Regions from separate parts of the Hordeum vulgare genome. Here region 2 is linked to region 1. The links are chromatin contacts, called in public Hi-C maps. All regions are on one chromosome and are shown on one strand. The core of a region is the stretch at or near the end of the contact, and the rest is flanking DNA. Distances in the headings are between cores, read along the strand shown.

Region 1 (7,045 bases), core at 2,967-5,466:
AAGTAGTTGAATGGTGTGAGGTCATGGATCATTGATTTATAAATCAATGATTGGATGCAACACTTCTACTACCCATGAACTCAACTTACTCCATCATATTTTCAATGCGTTTTGGCTCGACAACTACGTTGTGGCTTTTAGCTTCACTAAATTCAAAAGCTTGGACATTGCTAGTTTGTTATAATAGTCACACATACACACGCACGACGCACACACACCCGTCTCATGCGGATAGGCAAAAGTGTTTTAAGCCCCAAAAGACGTAGTAAAGGATCCTATCCTATTTCTTGTATTACCTTGAATTTTAGGTATACTTTGTGAAAGAAAAGAAAGTCCACTCTTCGTTGTTGATAAAATGAAATTCGTATCCACTCCTTTGGGTATCCTTTTTCCTCATCAACACTAGTAAATTATGTCGCGGATGAATTAGATATGGGATCATGATCACTCACATTGGTATCATCCATGTTGATGTCAACATCGTCTTCTGTAGGAGTATGGCCATCATCTTCCCGATTGATATTAGTTTGATCATCCGCAAGAACAATCGCCAGCTCCTATAGATTTCTTGAAGTGCTCGTCTTGCTCTTATAATATCTAAAAAGGGATCCACTCAATGGCTCTTTCTCCTCATCTTCCTGCTACTTCTTTTTTCTTTTACAACTTTCGGATGGATACTTTCTACCCGAACCCGACATGACCATGCTGAAATTGAAAGAAACAATTAGCTTTTACAATTAACACAAAGCTAATTAAACTATTAGATTAATTATAGAAGATCTTTATATAATATCATGACAAAATCTGATAGGGCATAGTATAGTACCTTCTCTATGTAATCTAATCTAGCTATGCTAGCTCAATGATTTGATCACCCAGCCAACAATTCCCTATTCCGTATTGACCTGTTAATTTGGGGAATCGGGATTAGAAAAAAAAAATACAGGAAGAAGAACACTAGAAAAGGTGTGGACCTGTGCACGTATTATCTCCTGACTCGTGTACATGTACGTGATGCAAATAGGCAAGGCCCACGCCTCGTTGAGTTAGCTTTGTGCTTCTCGTCAGATGAAAGTCAGGATTCGATCTGTGTCCGTGTACCCAAACCAATGACCATAGCCACTAGGCCGAACTCTTCGGGTGTAGATTCGAATGACAAAACCTCTTATTATATACCCACCTATTATGCATACTATTTTATGATAAAATGAAAAAAAATTGAAAAATGAATGCATAATACAAAAGCGTGAATTTGAAGAAAGTTAATAAAATTTGGAAGGTTCGTGCAAACTGAAAAAAATACAGAAATCTGAGAAAACTTCACGAATTTGCAACAATTTAAAAAAAGGATAAAGTTCATGAAATTTCGAAAAATTTCACAAGTTTGCAAAAAGTTCATCAGTTTTCAAAAAGTTCATCGATTTCGAACAATAAATTTTCCGATTTAAAAATTTCACTAATTTTGGTATAAGTTTGTCGATTTTAAACAAAGTTCATCAAAATTGTAAAATAGTTCATTGATTTGAAAAAAGTTCATGGATTTTGACAAAAAGGTCATCGAATTTGAATAAACTTCATCAATTTTTTTAACAGAAGTTCATGAATTTTGACAAAAATTTTATTGATTTTTTAAAAAGTTCATGGATTTTGAAAAAAGTTCAACACATTTGAAAAATGTACATCGATGTTTTGTATAAAAAATTCATGCATTTTGACAAAAATTTCATCAAATTTAAAAAATGTTCATCAATTTTTTAAAGTTCATGGACTTTGATAAAAAGTTCATGGATTTTGAAAAACGTTCAACAAATTTGAAAAATGTACATCGATGTTTTGTATAAAAAATTCATGCATTTTGACAAAAAGTTCATCAATTTTTTAAAGTTCATGGATTTTGGCAAAAAGTTCATCGAATTTGAAAAATGGTCATCGAATTTAAAAAATGTTCAGTGGGTTTGAAAAAGTTCATTGAATTTGGAAAAGTGTTCATTCTAATTTGGAAGTAAAATCATCAAAATTGAAAAATAACTTTGTAATTTTTTTTAAAAATTATCGAGTTGAAACAACATCACACATTTAAAGAAAAATGAATAGTGAAAAAAAGGAAACAAGAAAACATTAAATAAAATAAATTGTATTATACATAGACAGATAAGGACAGACGTAAATGTTCACTAACCAGCAATTGTCCATGTGGATAGTGTAGTTGTAACTTTCTCATGGATCGATTTCCTCCTTAATGTCCTTGGATCACCCACTGGCGCTTCAAGTTGGGCGGACCAAATAGAGCACAAAGTGGTTGCGGGACAGGTACGTGGACGTTTTCTTAGCAAGTTTTGGGAACCATCTAGAAGATTCCCAGCTAGTTTTTAACGGTTTCTGTATGGTTTTATCCTTTCCTATTTTATTATTTGTTTTTCCTCTATTTTCGTGATCATTTTTTTATTTCTTTCTTATTCCAAATTTTAAAAGCTTAAAAAATTGTGTGTCTCTTTGATTTTTTTTTTGTATTTTCAAAATATGATCCAAAACTCAAATTTTATTTACAATTTCATGCAATGTTCACATATTTAAAAAAGTTCAAGGTTTAAAATTTGGGAAAGTCTTACATTCCACAGACTGATCCGTGTGATCCATCCGCCGTTCGCTTGTCCGTTGGATCTGGCGTCGATCTGATCGCGAACCGTTCGTGAAACTGGATCGTTGTTTCAGAAACTGGACAGTTGTTTCACAAAACTGCCCATCCGTGTCTCCGCCTCCGCCTCGGCCCCGACGACCTCGCCGCCGCCGGCCTGCTGCATCTCGCCGCCCCTCCGCCGTCGGCCTGCTGCGGCCCCGCCGCCCCTCCGCCGCCGGCCTGCCCGCCGCCTTCCGTCGCCCTTGCTCGCCCTCCGTCGCCGCCCCTGCCGCCCTCCGCCGCTGCCCCGCGCCACGGCCCCGCCCCGTCGGCCTGCAGCGCGGCCCTCCATCGCCGGGCTGCTCGTCGCCCTCCGCTTCCGCCCCGCGCCACGGCCCCGCCCCGTCGGCCTGCACCGCGGCCCTCCGTCGCCGGGCTGCCCGTCGCCCTCCGCTTCCGCCCCGCGCCACGGCCCCGCCCCGTCGGCCTGCACCGCGGCCCTCCGTCGCCGGCCTGCATGCAGCCTTCCGCCGCCCCTGCCCGCCCTCCGCCGCTGCCCCACGCCACGCGTTCTGCAACTCGACCTTTGTTGCAAAAAGTTTCCTGCAACACGACATTTTGTTGCAAAAATTTCTTCCGTAAAAATACCTATGTTACAGAAAGACGAAGATTTTTTTTTCTGCAACAAGCAAATTGTTTCTGAAACTCGACCGTTGTTTCAGGAATTAACGGATCCAAAGTTTATTTTTTGCAACAAAGCGAAAGTTTCTACAACTCGAGCATCGTTTCAGGAATTGCGTCCAGAGCGGATCAGACGCAGCGGATCGGACGGCTATACGCGCGAGATCGAACGGCTGTCGAGGTGGTGGATATTTAATAAATATCCACCGATAGATGCGTAGCAATCCCCTTAAAAATTATATTGTAACTAAAAAATGTTTGTATTTGCAAAAAAAGATAGAAACTTTAAATTTGATTCCTAATTTCATGAAATGTTCACATCTTTTAAAATATTCTCGATTTAAAATATGAATTTATGTTTTTTTTTGCAAAAACTATATTTAGATTTTTCCTGAACTTCCTTTTTAATTCGGAATTTGTTTTCAATTCATGAGCATTTTTATTAGAAAACTTTCGTTTGTCAATTTCATTTATATTTTTTCGAATTTGTGAACATTTTTTGTATTCTTAAATAGTTCTCCAAGTTCATGAATACTTTTTTTGGGAAATTTATAATCACTTTTACGAACGTGTGGTCATATTGTTGAAGTTTTGAACAATTTGTGAATTCATTAACATTCTTTTGATTTCTTGAACAATCTCTAAATTCTAAACGAAATTCTATACATCAACTGCTTTGTCTAATACAATATATATTTCATTTACGAATACGTTTTGAAGTTACAAATATTTCTTGAATTCAGAACAATTTGTTAAATTTGAAACTGACCATATAGAGACCGCTAACTCTCCCCGCGGTCCCTGGACCAGGCCCTCTTAGTTTGAGGGACGTAGCGAAGGGAGCCGTAGTGGTTGCAACGAGCGGCGCATATCAACACCCCCACCCCCAATTACACGCTAAATATTAGCGGCCCTCCTTTATGGGACGTCCTATCTGGCGCCCTGCGCGTCAGACTGTTGACCGCACGCACAGGCAGCTCTCTCGACTACGCCGGCCTATCTTGCTAGCCACAAGTAAATACGGCTGGAATAAAAAAGGATGGGCTGCCAAGTATCAAACCCAAAGACCGTCTGCTTCAGAGCATATGATTCTAGCTAGTTGAGCTAGCGAGATTTCATCTACACAGAGCATTGCGAAACCTTAAGAAACTCAAACGCCGATCCGAATGTTTCCAAACATTCGACCGCAAAACTTTTTTTTGAAAACAAAATGCGAATCTTTTATCAAACGGAAAACTGTAACATTTTTTAAAGATGCAAAATAATTTTCGAGAAGCGAACATTTTTTCAAAACGGGAACATTTTTAAACTACCCAAAAAACTGAACAGGAACAAATTTTCAAAAGCAGGAAAATTTTTCAAATTCCAAAACAAAATTTGGAAAATGAACGACTTTTGCAAGAGAACATTTTTGAAACTTCAGAATGAAATTTGAAAACATGAATATTTTTCTAAATTTGCAAACAGTTTTTGAAACGGGACATTTTTCCAGAACTCCCGAACAAAGCATGAAAACTTGATCCTTTTTGAAAATTTGCGAGAAAATTTGGAAATGGGAACATTTTTCACATTGCCAAAAAACTGAACAGGAACAAGTTTTCAGAAACAGGAACATTTTTCAAAGTCCAATTTTTTCTGGAAACACCAACAACTTTTGCATGCCAACATTTTTTAGACTCCAGAACGAAATTTGACAAAAAAAACATTTCTTTAAATTTGCAAATAAATTTTGAAACGGAACATTTTCTGAAAACTCCCGAACAAAACATGAAACATGGACTTTCTTGAAAATATGCAAACAAATTTTGAATTGGAAACATTTTATAAACCACCCCAAAAAACAGACCGGGAACACTTTTTCAAAAACATGATCATTTTTCAAATTCCTAAACAAAATTTGGAAACACGAGCAACTTTTGCATGTGAACATTTCTGGAACTCTAGAATGAAATTTGAAAACACTATTTTTTAAAATTTGCAACCAATTTTTGAAACGGAACATTTTTTTAAAACTCTGGAACAAAATATGAAAACATGAACTTATTGAAAATTTGCAAACAAATTTTGAAACGGGAACATTTTTTGAAACTTCCAAACAAAATTGAAAAAAATGGTTTTACTAGTAAATTTGCGATCAATTTTAACAAAAGAAAATATTTTTCTGAAACTCCAGGAGAAAATTTGAAAACACAATATTTTTTAATTTGCAAACAAATTTTGAAGCGGAAGACTTTTAGAAACTCCCAAACAAGACATGAAAACATAAAACTTTTTTCAAATTTGCGAAAAAACTTTGAAATGGGATTTATTTTGGAACTTCCAAGAAAAACTGGAAAATACAGACATTTTTTGAAAATTTGCGATCAATTTGAAAAATACAAACGTTTATTAAAAATAATTATTTAAAATTTAGAAGAATTTTCTAAAAGCAAGTCATTTTACTAATTTTAAGTACAATTATCAAACAAGAACTTAGTTTAAAAAAGATAAAATAACCTTGCAAAAAATGATAGAAGAAAAACAGAAAACATAAAAAGGAAAGAAAGAAACAGAAACAGAAAAAACCGATAATAAAACAAAAAACCCGGCTGAGGACACCTCGTAGGAAGTTCCCAAAACCGTTGGCTGACCGAAACTGGAGGGTGCAATCGAGTCGGGGGAGGGGGGGGGGGGGGGCGTAGCGATGACTATTCGCTATAAAATACTGTGAATAGGGTTTTCCCTCCTTTATTCCGTTCTTCACATACACCTCTCTTCCATCTTGTGCCGGGCAACTAGCTCTGCTTTGAGGAGGAAAAATGTTCCTAGTATTTGCTTCTCAAGATTTCTCAATATTTTGTTGCTTCCCAAGGAAACTAGTAGGCACTGTGATGCCTAAAAAAAACTACTCCCTCCGTCCCATAATATAATAACGTATATTAGAGTTAAAAATGTTTTATATTATACTCCCTCCTTTCCTAAATATAAGTCTTTCCAGAGGTTTTACTAGTAGACTACATACAGATGTATATAGACATACTTTAAAGTATTGATTTATTCATTTTGTTTTGTATATAGACTTCTAGTGAAATCTCTTAAAAGACTTATGTTTTGGAACGGAGGGAGTAGGACGGAGGGAATAGTATGCACTGCTGAAAAAATAAACGCCCATCGTGCCTTCGGAAAAACCGGTCGTTCTTGTCCGCTTCAGGAAAAAAAACCTTTTTTCACAATGTTAGAATGTTCATGGGCAAGAATAAAGTATTCACAAATTTTGGAATGTTCAAGAATTTTAAAAACAATCAATTTTTTTCAAAAAAACTCCTGGATTTTAGAAGATGTTCCAGGATCGAAAAATCCTTCACGATTTAAGAAATATTCCTGACTTCAGAATATGTTTTCAGATTTTATATTGGCCTCCCGGCATGTGCAAAAAACACCTGGCCTCTTTAGCGTAGCTGCCGAAGAAGCAGCAGAGTCGGGAGCGTCAGTGTGTGGAGAACAGACGGCTCTCTGGTGTTAGCTGGAGCTGCCTCTCCAGGCGCAGCGTCCCGCCCGAGTTGTCGGCATCGCGGCGCGACGGCCGCACACCTCGATGTCTCTCAAGATCATGGTGACCAAACAGAAGCTGCAAGGAGAAACAAAGCAGTGCGGCATGTGCATCATCAGGCTCTCGCAAGATCATGGTCTGATGCATGCGTGCGGAAGTGGAGGAGACGATCAAAAGCGAGCTCCGATGGTGCGATTTTCCAGTTGCAGGTTGCATAG
Region 2 (6,826 bases), core at 593-3,092, 240 kb after region 1:
GGAGCAAGATCGAAGGAACCACACATGGCTGATGGATGCATGTTCAATCAGTTTGCCATTAGGCATGCATGCAGAAGCAGCTAACATGGGGCTCTTTTGATTCATTCCCTGCACATGATCAGTAAATTGGTCTGCTTTGCATGGTAGCTAGCTTTGTGCTGCAAGTAAAGGCGCTGGCAACTGGCGAAAGCAAGTAGCCAAAGTTATTGGCTTTAATGTTAATGTGACATCACTGGCCAAAGGAAGATCTTGTTCCAAGATATATCTTTTTCACAACTGATTCTCAACAGTGAGATATGCTTTTCCCTTCCAGCATAAACCAATTTCTATTGACTTACATATATAGTATTATTATTAGCACAAGTGTTTATTTTCCAAATTAATGACCTAATTGGGAGGTAGTTAGGTGACTACATTTTATTATGTGGTATATATAAATATAATACATAGTGATCTTCTAGTACATTATTTGAAGAAATAAACAAAGAATTGAGCGAGGGAACAAAGGGAAAAGTAATGGAAAGTGGCTGGTGGTGCGCTAGATTAGATTGCACACAAGAATGGAGATTGTGTGTCAAAAAGATGAAATAATATTTAAAACTTCTGATGGAATAAATAAAGAATTGAAAAAGGAAAGAAGATGGACATCAGAGTGTGAGAACATGTACTTGTATATACACTTTTCCAGAATTAGTTTTTGGTCAGAGCGCACCCACATCGCAATCATCTCGATTCAAGTTCATACATATTCACATCATGTTTTATTTGTTTGTGATTCATTGTCACAACCCTGGATTATGGTTCTCTTCACACACACATATATACCATAGGTAGGTGAACAAGGGTGTCACTCATAATGCTTGTATAGATATGGTGTACTGCAAAAAGTACAAAGTAGTCATAGCTAACATGTTGTCTAGCATGTATCATCAGCCGAGCTCTCCTTTGTTACGAACACAAATCTGTCCTTCGAACCAAAGGATCCCTTGCTAGTCTTTTGTGAATCCTGGGCCCTTGCTCGGCATCGATGCTTGGCATTGTTTAAAATAACGGAATCGCTATAAAACTTACGTCCGATTTTCTAGCCATGGAATATATATATATGATGTTTTTCATGGCAGCTTCTATTGGCGCGATGATCTCAAATTTTCCGGGGGGAAAAAACAAGGTGAGACGGAATTACCATGCTCGCTCGTTAAATTTGTCATCCTCGATGAATTTAATTTGCCATAAACAACGTCTGATTTGGCATGGCTAAAAATCTGGCATTCACTGGACATTCAGGTCCTCAAATAAATAACCAATATATGATTGTCTGCATCAGACAATCGATACATAGGCCCGGGGTCATCCACCTTTTCAACAAAACAAAACCCAAAAAAAAAAGCCTTACCTAGTTTGATCAATAAGTCCACTGCATCATGTCCGAAGGAAAGGAGAAGGAGATATGTTAATCATCTACCGAATGTATGTCCACCGAGCCACCCGGCCCCTCCATGGCTCCACACTATCAGCTACAGGAATCCACTATACATGACATCTGTAAACTCCCTTCCATTCATGCATGTTTTAACAATAACAACTACCAGTTGTAAGTTGTAACTACCAGATGCATGATAGCTAGTGATGTTACTTTCATGCACACACCACACAGTTGTTGATCAAGGATTAATCGGTAAATAAATAAATATACCGATGGAGAACTAACTAACTAACCAAAGAAAAAGTGACAGCAACAAGTGTTGCTCCCCTGAGGCCTGAGCCCATTTGGTAGGCCCTCTTCTCCCCTCCTTTGCCCCCTCCATCCCCGATAAATACCACCACCCCGCCCACACCAGTTAACCAAGTAGCAGTGGCAAACCAAAGCGCCATTCCTTACTTGCTCTATCCCATCTCCTCATCATCGTAAGCTAGTATACATACTATACAAATTAATTAGATCGACATGGCGCCTCAAGAATTGCACGATGGTGATAAGCACAAGGAGGCGCCTCCTCCCGCCGGCAGCAACGGCAACCCTTCCGGCGCCGTCCATCCCACCACCTCCAGCCCGCCGTCCGGCCACCGCCCCGCGGCCGCCAACCCATTCCCTCTCGTCCTCAAGGTAATGTTTCATGCAGATGCACGTACGAGCGTGCTTCAGTTATTCGTTTTAGTCGGTCACGATTAACTGGTGATGAGACGACGTGCTCCTGCCTGCATGCATGGGTGCAGTTTGAGGAAGTGGTGTACAAGGTGAAGGTCGGGCAGGCGACGGACGGTTGGTGCACGAGGGTCTCGGCGGCGTGCCGCGGCGGCGGCGGGGCGGGGGGCAAGAAGAACAAGGCGGCGGTGGCGGTGTCGCCGCCGAGGGAGAAGACGATCATCAGCGGGATGTCCGGGGTGGTGCGGCCGGGGGAGATGCTGGCGATGCTGGGCCCGTCCGGGAGCGGCAAGACGACGCTGCTGACGGCGCTGGGAGGCCGGCACCGGCACGCGCTGCTGTCCGGGAAGATCACCTACAACGGGAAGCCCTTCTCCGGCGCCGTGAAGCGGCGCACGGGGTTCGTGACGCAGCACGACGTGCTGTACCCGCACCTCACCGTGTCGGAGACGCTGTGGTACACGGCGCTGCTCCGTCTGCCCCGCGCGCTGGGCGCCGGCGAGAAGCGCGCGCAGGCGGAGGCGGTGGCCGCGGAGCTGGGCCTCGCCAAGGTGGCCCACAGCATGGTCGGCGGCGTGCGGGGCGTGCGCGGGCTGTCCGGCGGCGAGCGCAAGCGGGTGAGCATCGGGCTGGAGATGCTCGTCGACCCCAGCCTGCTGCTCCTGGACGAGCCCACCTCAGGGCTCGACTCCACCACGGCCGCCAGGATCGTCGGCACGCTCCGCCGCATGGCCGCCGGCGGCGGCCGCACGGTCGTGGTCACCATCCACCAGCCGTCGTCGCGCCTCTACCACATGTTCGACAAGGTGCTGCTGCTGTCCGCCGAGGGGCGGCCCATCTACTACGGCCTCGCCGCCGACGCGCTCTCCTACTTCGCCTCAGTCGGCTTCGCGTCGCCGCTGTCCGTCAACCCGGCCGACCTCATGCTCGACCTCGCCAACGGTATGCCACCCAAACGCACGACTCCATCCACTGATCACCACGCCACCTTCATATTCTCTTTCGCTTTAACATTCTTTACTTAGCCTTTTTTATGATGCTTTCCAAATGCATATGGCATGTTGGCATGCATGTGCCATTGCATTCCATCACGCTGATCTCATCCAACCACAAACACGCATCACTCTAAAAATCCCTCGATTATGTGCATCCATCCATTATGAAGCCAGATGGTTAGTGTAGGGGATCACAACTGGTCTGGTGGCAATCAACTGGAGTATAACCGAAAAAATTCTGAATTTCTGATTTGGAAAACACTTGGTTAACAATTTTGTTTTGTAGTGTGGACCAAGATGCCATTGGCATGTTACTGACTAAGAGTATATGGTGACATGCCCGCTCTTTTCCACCGTCCGGTAGAGAATTAACGGATGGATCGAACTGGAAAATACCTAGTTTTTATTAACATCTTGAAAACACGAAGCCGATAAATTATCATAAAATTGATGAAGACATCACAGACTCATCTGTAGTACACGAAAACGTCTTTTTTCACAAAACAAACATTTTTAAAAATATGAAATAAATGCAGAAAAAATACAAACACCACAATCGAATTTAAAACTAAAATCTCCATGTGCTTGTTCCACCACAGACTCTAAGTTAGACTCAGTATGCAAATATATATACAGTTGCAAAAGAACTTGATCCGCGACAACAGTTGTTTGGATAACCACTTCCACAGAAAATATAAAATAATAATTAGACACAACAAGATGCCACAGCCACCCACTATAACAACTAAAATAAAATGCTTTTTCGATTAAAGGGATTTTCACAAATAAATAACAACTAAAAGGGAGATAGAATGTGGTGTGCTAAGATTATGTCGCGGATACGGTGCGCGCATGCTTTTCAAATCGATTTCTCCCCTTTTCCTGCATCTGCATCATCGATCAGCGTCCATCGCATCACGATCACAATCACGATCACCTGCACCAGCCCACGGTGATTAACTAGACCTGCGTACGTAAGCGCACGCCAAATCGGCAATGGCGACGATCGGATCGATCGGTGGGGGAGAGACACGGACAGGGACGCACTGCTCCGTCCACTCCCAGCCCCAATCATGGCCACCACCACCACCACTCCGTCCCCGCCCGACACACCGGCGGGTCGCCTCCTCATCATTCCCTCCTCCATCTCCATTCCGGTCACGACAACAGTGCCCGACACTTGTCGACCTCCGGGGAGACGTACGTACGTACGCTCGCTCGCTGCCCTGCTCAGGTACTGATCGATCATCACCGTGCATGCAGGTATCTTGCCGGACACGAACGGCGACGGCGTTCTTCCCGGCGGCGGGAGCGAGGGCGAGCAGAAGGAGGTGCGGGGGAAGCTGGCCGACGCGTACGCGCGCCACATTGCGCCGGCGGTGAAGCTCGACATATGCTCCAACGAGGCGGCCGGCGCCGGCGGCATCATCGGGCAACGCCGGGGCGCGTCGGGGTCGGGGTCGGGCGTGGAGTGGACGGCCGGGTGGTGCGCCCAGTTCTCGGTGCTCCTCCGGCGCGGGCTCAAGGAGCGCCGCCACGAGTCCTTCAACAAGCTCCGCATCTTCCAGGTGCTGAGCGTGGCGTTCCTCGCGGGGCTCCTCTGGTGGCGCACGCCGGCGGCGCACCTGCAGGACCGGACGGCGCTCATCTTCTTCTTCTCCGTCTTCTGGGGCTTCTTCCCGCTCTACAACGCCGTCTTCGTCTTCCCGCTGGAGCGCCCCATGCTGCTCAAGGAGCGGTCCTCGGGGATGTACCGCCTCTCCTCCTACTTCGCCGCGCGCACCGCCGCCGACCTGCCCATGGAGCTCGGCCTGCCCACCGCCTTCGTGCTCATCCTCTACTGGATGGGCGGCCTCGACCCGCGCCCGGCCTCCTTCCTGCTCTCCCTCCTCGTCGTGCTCTACAGCGTGCTCGTCGCCCAGAGCCTCGGGCTCGCCGTCGGCGCCGTGCTCATGGACGTCAAGCAGGGCACCACGCTCGCATCCGTCATCACCATGGTCTTCCTCATCGCCGGCGGCTACTACGTGCAGCACATCCCGCCCTTCATCGGGTGGCTCAAGTGGCTCAACTACAGCTTCTACTGCTACCGGCTCCTCCTCGGCATCCAGTTCCGCGACGGCAGCGCCGTCTACGACTGCGGCGGCGGCGCGCTCTGCCCCGTCGCCGACTTCCCCGCCATCAAGGCCGTCGGGCTCAACAACCACTGGGTGGACGTCTGCGTCATGGCGCTCCTCCTCGTCGGCTACCGAGTCGTCGCCTACCTCGCCTTGGACCGCCTGCAGCCGAGGTAACTGAAGCCCAAGGGAGCATCATCCGTCTCAGCCATGGAGGACCGACGGATACAACATCCACCATGAGCTAGTTAGCCATAAGCCGGGCAAGCTAGTTAGCTGATTGCTCGCCGGCGCAGCGCTTCCCGGATCCATGGGGTATACTCTACTGTGATCCAGACCTGAGGCATGACAGTTTGAGCTCGATCGATCTTGACGAGAGATGAAGAAGAGAGGATTAATCTTCATACTAATAAGTAGAGTAGTACCACTCTGAGTCAATATGCAGTACTGCTTAATCTGTACTGCATCGATTTTACAAGCTGGTATGATGGGCGTAGAACAAAAGTGAAAACTGCAAGTGCCTGCCAATAGCACCGCCATCAACTTTGCCTCATCTTCTCAGGTTCTTTCTTGGATCTGCACGTCAACTCCGGCTGTGCATCAAACCCTAGCTAGATGGGTCTTCTCAGCGGGGCCATACTGCTGCTGCAGCTCTCCCGCATCAATCTGAGGGAATAAGAAATTACATCACCTCATACATAAATAAATACAACTGTTAGTACAAGTTCTTATCTTAATTATTCTTGCTATGAGAAGACACCACTTCTTGGCTGATGGTGTGATGTGCATACCAGTTCGATTGAGAAATTTGTCAGTTCAAGCACTTTGCTAGACTACAACGATCTAGGTATATCAAGCAGACACTTATTACTGGTCAGGATTACAACAACTAATTAAGATTTTTACTTCCATGTGCTCGTTTCCAGATGCACGACAGAGAAAGTGTCAGAGTTGAAACATTTTCATGCAACATTTAGCATTCCCTTAATGCTGCTTGTACACCACTTGTTCAATTTTATACCCCTGGTGGCATTTTCTGCTTATAAATTAGAGAGCACACTGATAATGAATCACACAAATTTCGAAAAACAAGAACATTTTTCGAAAAAAAAAAAAGAAAATCCAGAACATTTTCTGAAATTTCTGAAACTCCAGGACATTTTTTTGAATATCTAGAACATATTTCTAAAAGAAAAAAACATTTTTCAAATTTGAATAACAATTTTTGAAAATCTAGAACATTTTTCTGAAATAAACTGAAACATTTTCCAGAATTTGAAAAAAAAAATTGAAAATCCCAAATATTTTTTAAAATCCAGCACATATTTTGAAAATCCAAAACATTTTTGAAACTTATCTCGCGCATGAAAAATCCGGAACATTGTTTCAAATTTTGGAACATATTTTACAATTCCGGAAGATTTTTTCATATTCCTGAACATTTTTTCAAATTCTGAAACATTTATTTCAAATTCTGGAACATTGTTTTTAAATCTGAAACATTATTAAAAAATTCCGGAATATTGTTTCATTTTCCGAAACATTTTTTCATATTCTGGGACATTTTCTCATAT

Evidence for each region. Hi-C and Micro-C count contacts between places; a contact is called where the count stands out from the background.
Region 2: a Hi-C map of leaf shows a contact between it and region 1, with 3 times the contacts expected there. The contact joins the promoter of LOC123411970 here to the enhancer-like site in region 1. A contact is called at or near these places in 3 of 6 Hi-C or Micro-C datasets (leaf and seedling) and 1 of 1 datasets of contacts at active chromatin or transcription factors (embryo).

Annotation. Positions count from the first base shown.
Region 1 is chr7H:21,087,620-21,094,664 of MorexV3_pseudomolecules_assembly, forward strand. No RefSeq gene overlaps it. Among protein-coding and RNA genes, the nearest start is that of LOC123410025, 42 kb to the left of the region's middle. Within about 2 kb of position 4,217, at least 3 of the 3 cell types and tissues checked have open chromatin away from gene starts, as enhancers often do. A contact at or near this core is called in leaf and seedling, where this site is marked.
Region 2 is chr7H:21,331,337-21,338,162 of MorexV3_pseudomolecules_assembly, forward strand. LOC123411970 (ABC transporter G family member 14) reads left to right here and starts at 1,843. Exons shown (of 3, transcript XM_045104931.1): 1 at 1,843-2,104; 2 at 2,215-3,085; 3 at 4,402-6,026. The coding sequence starts at 1,946. The coding sequence ends at 5,429.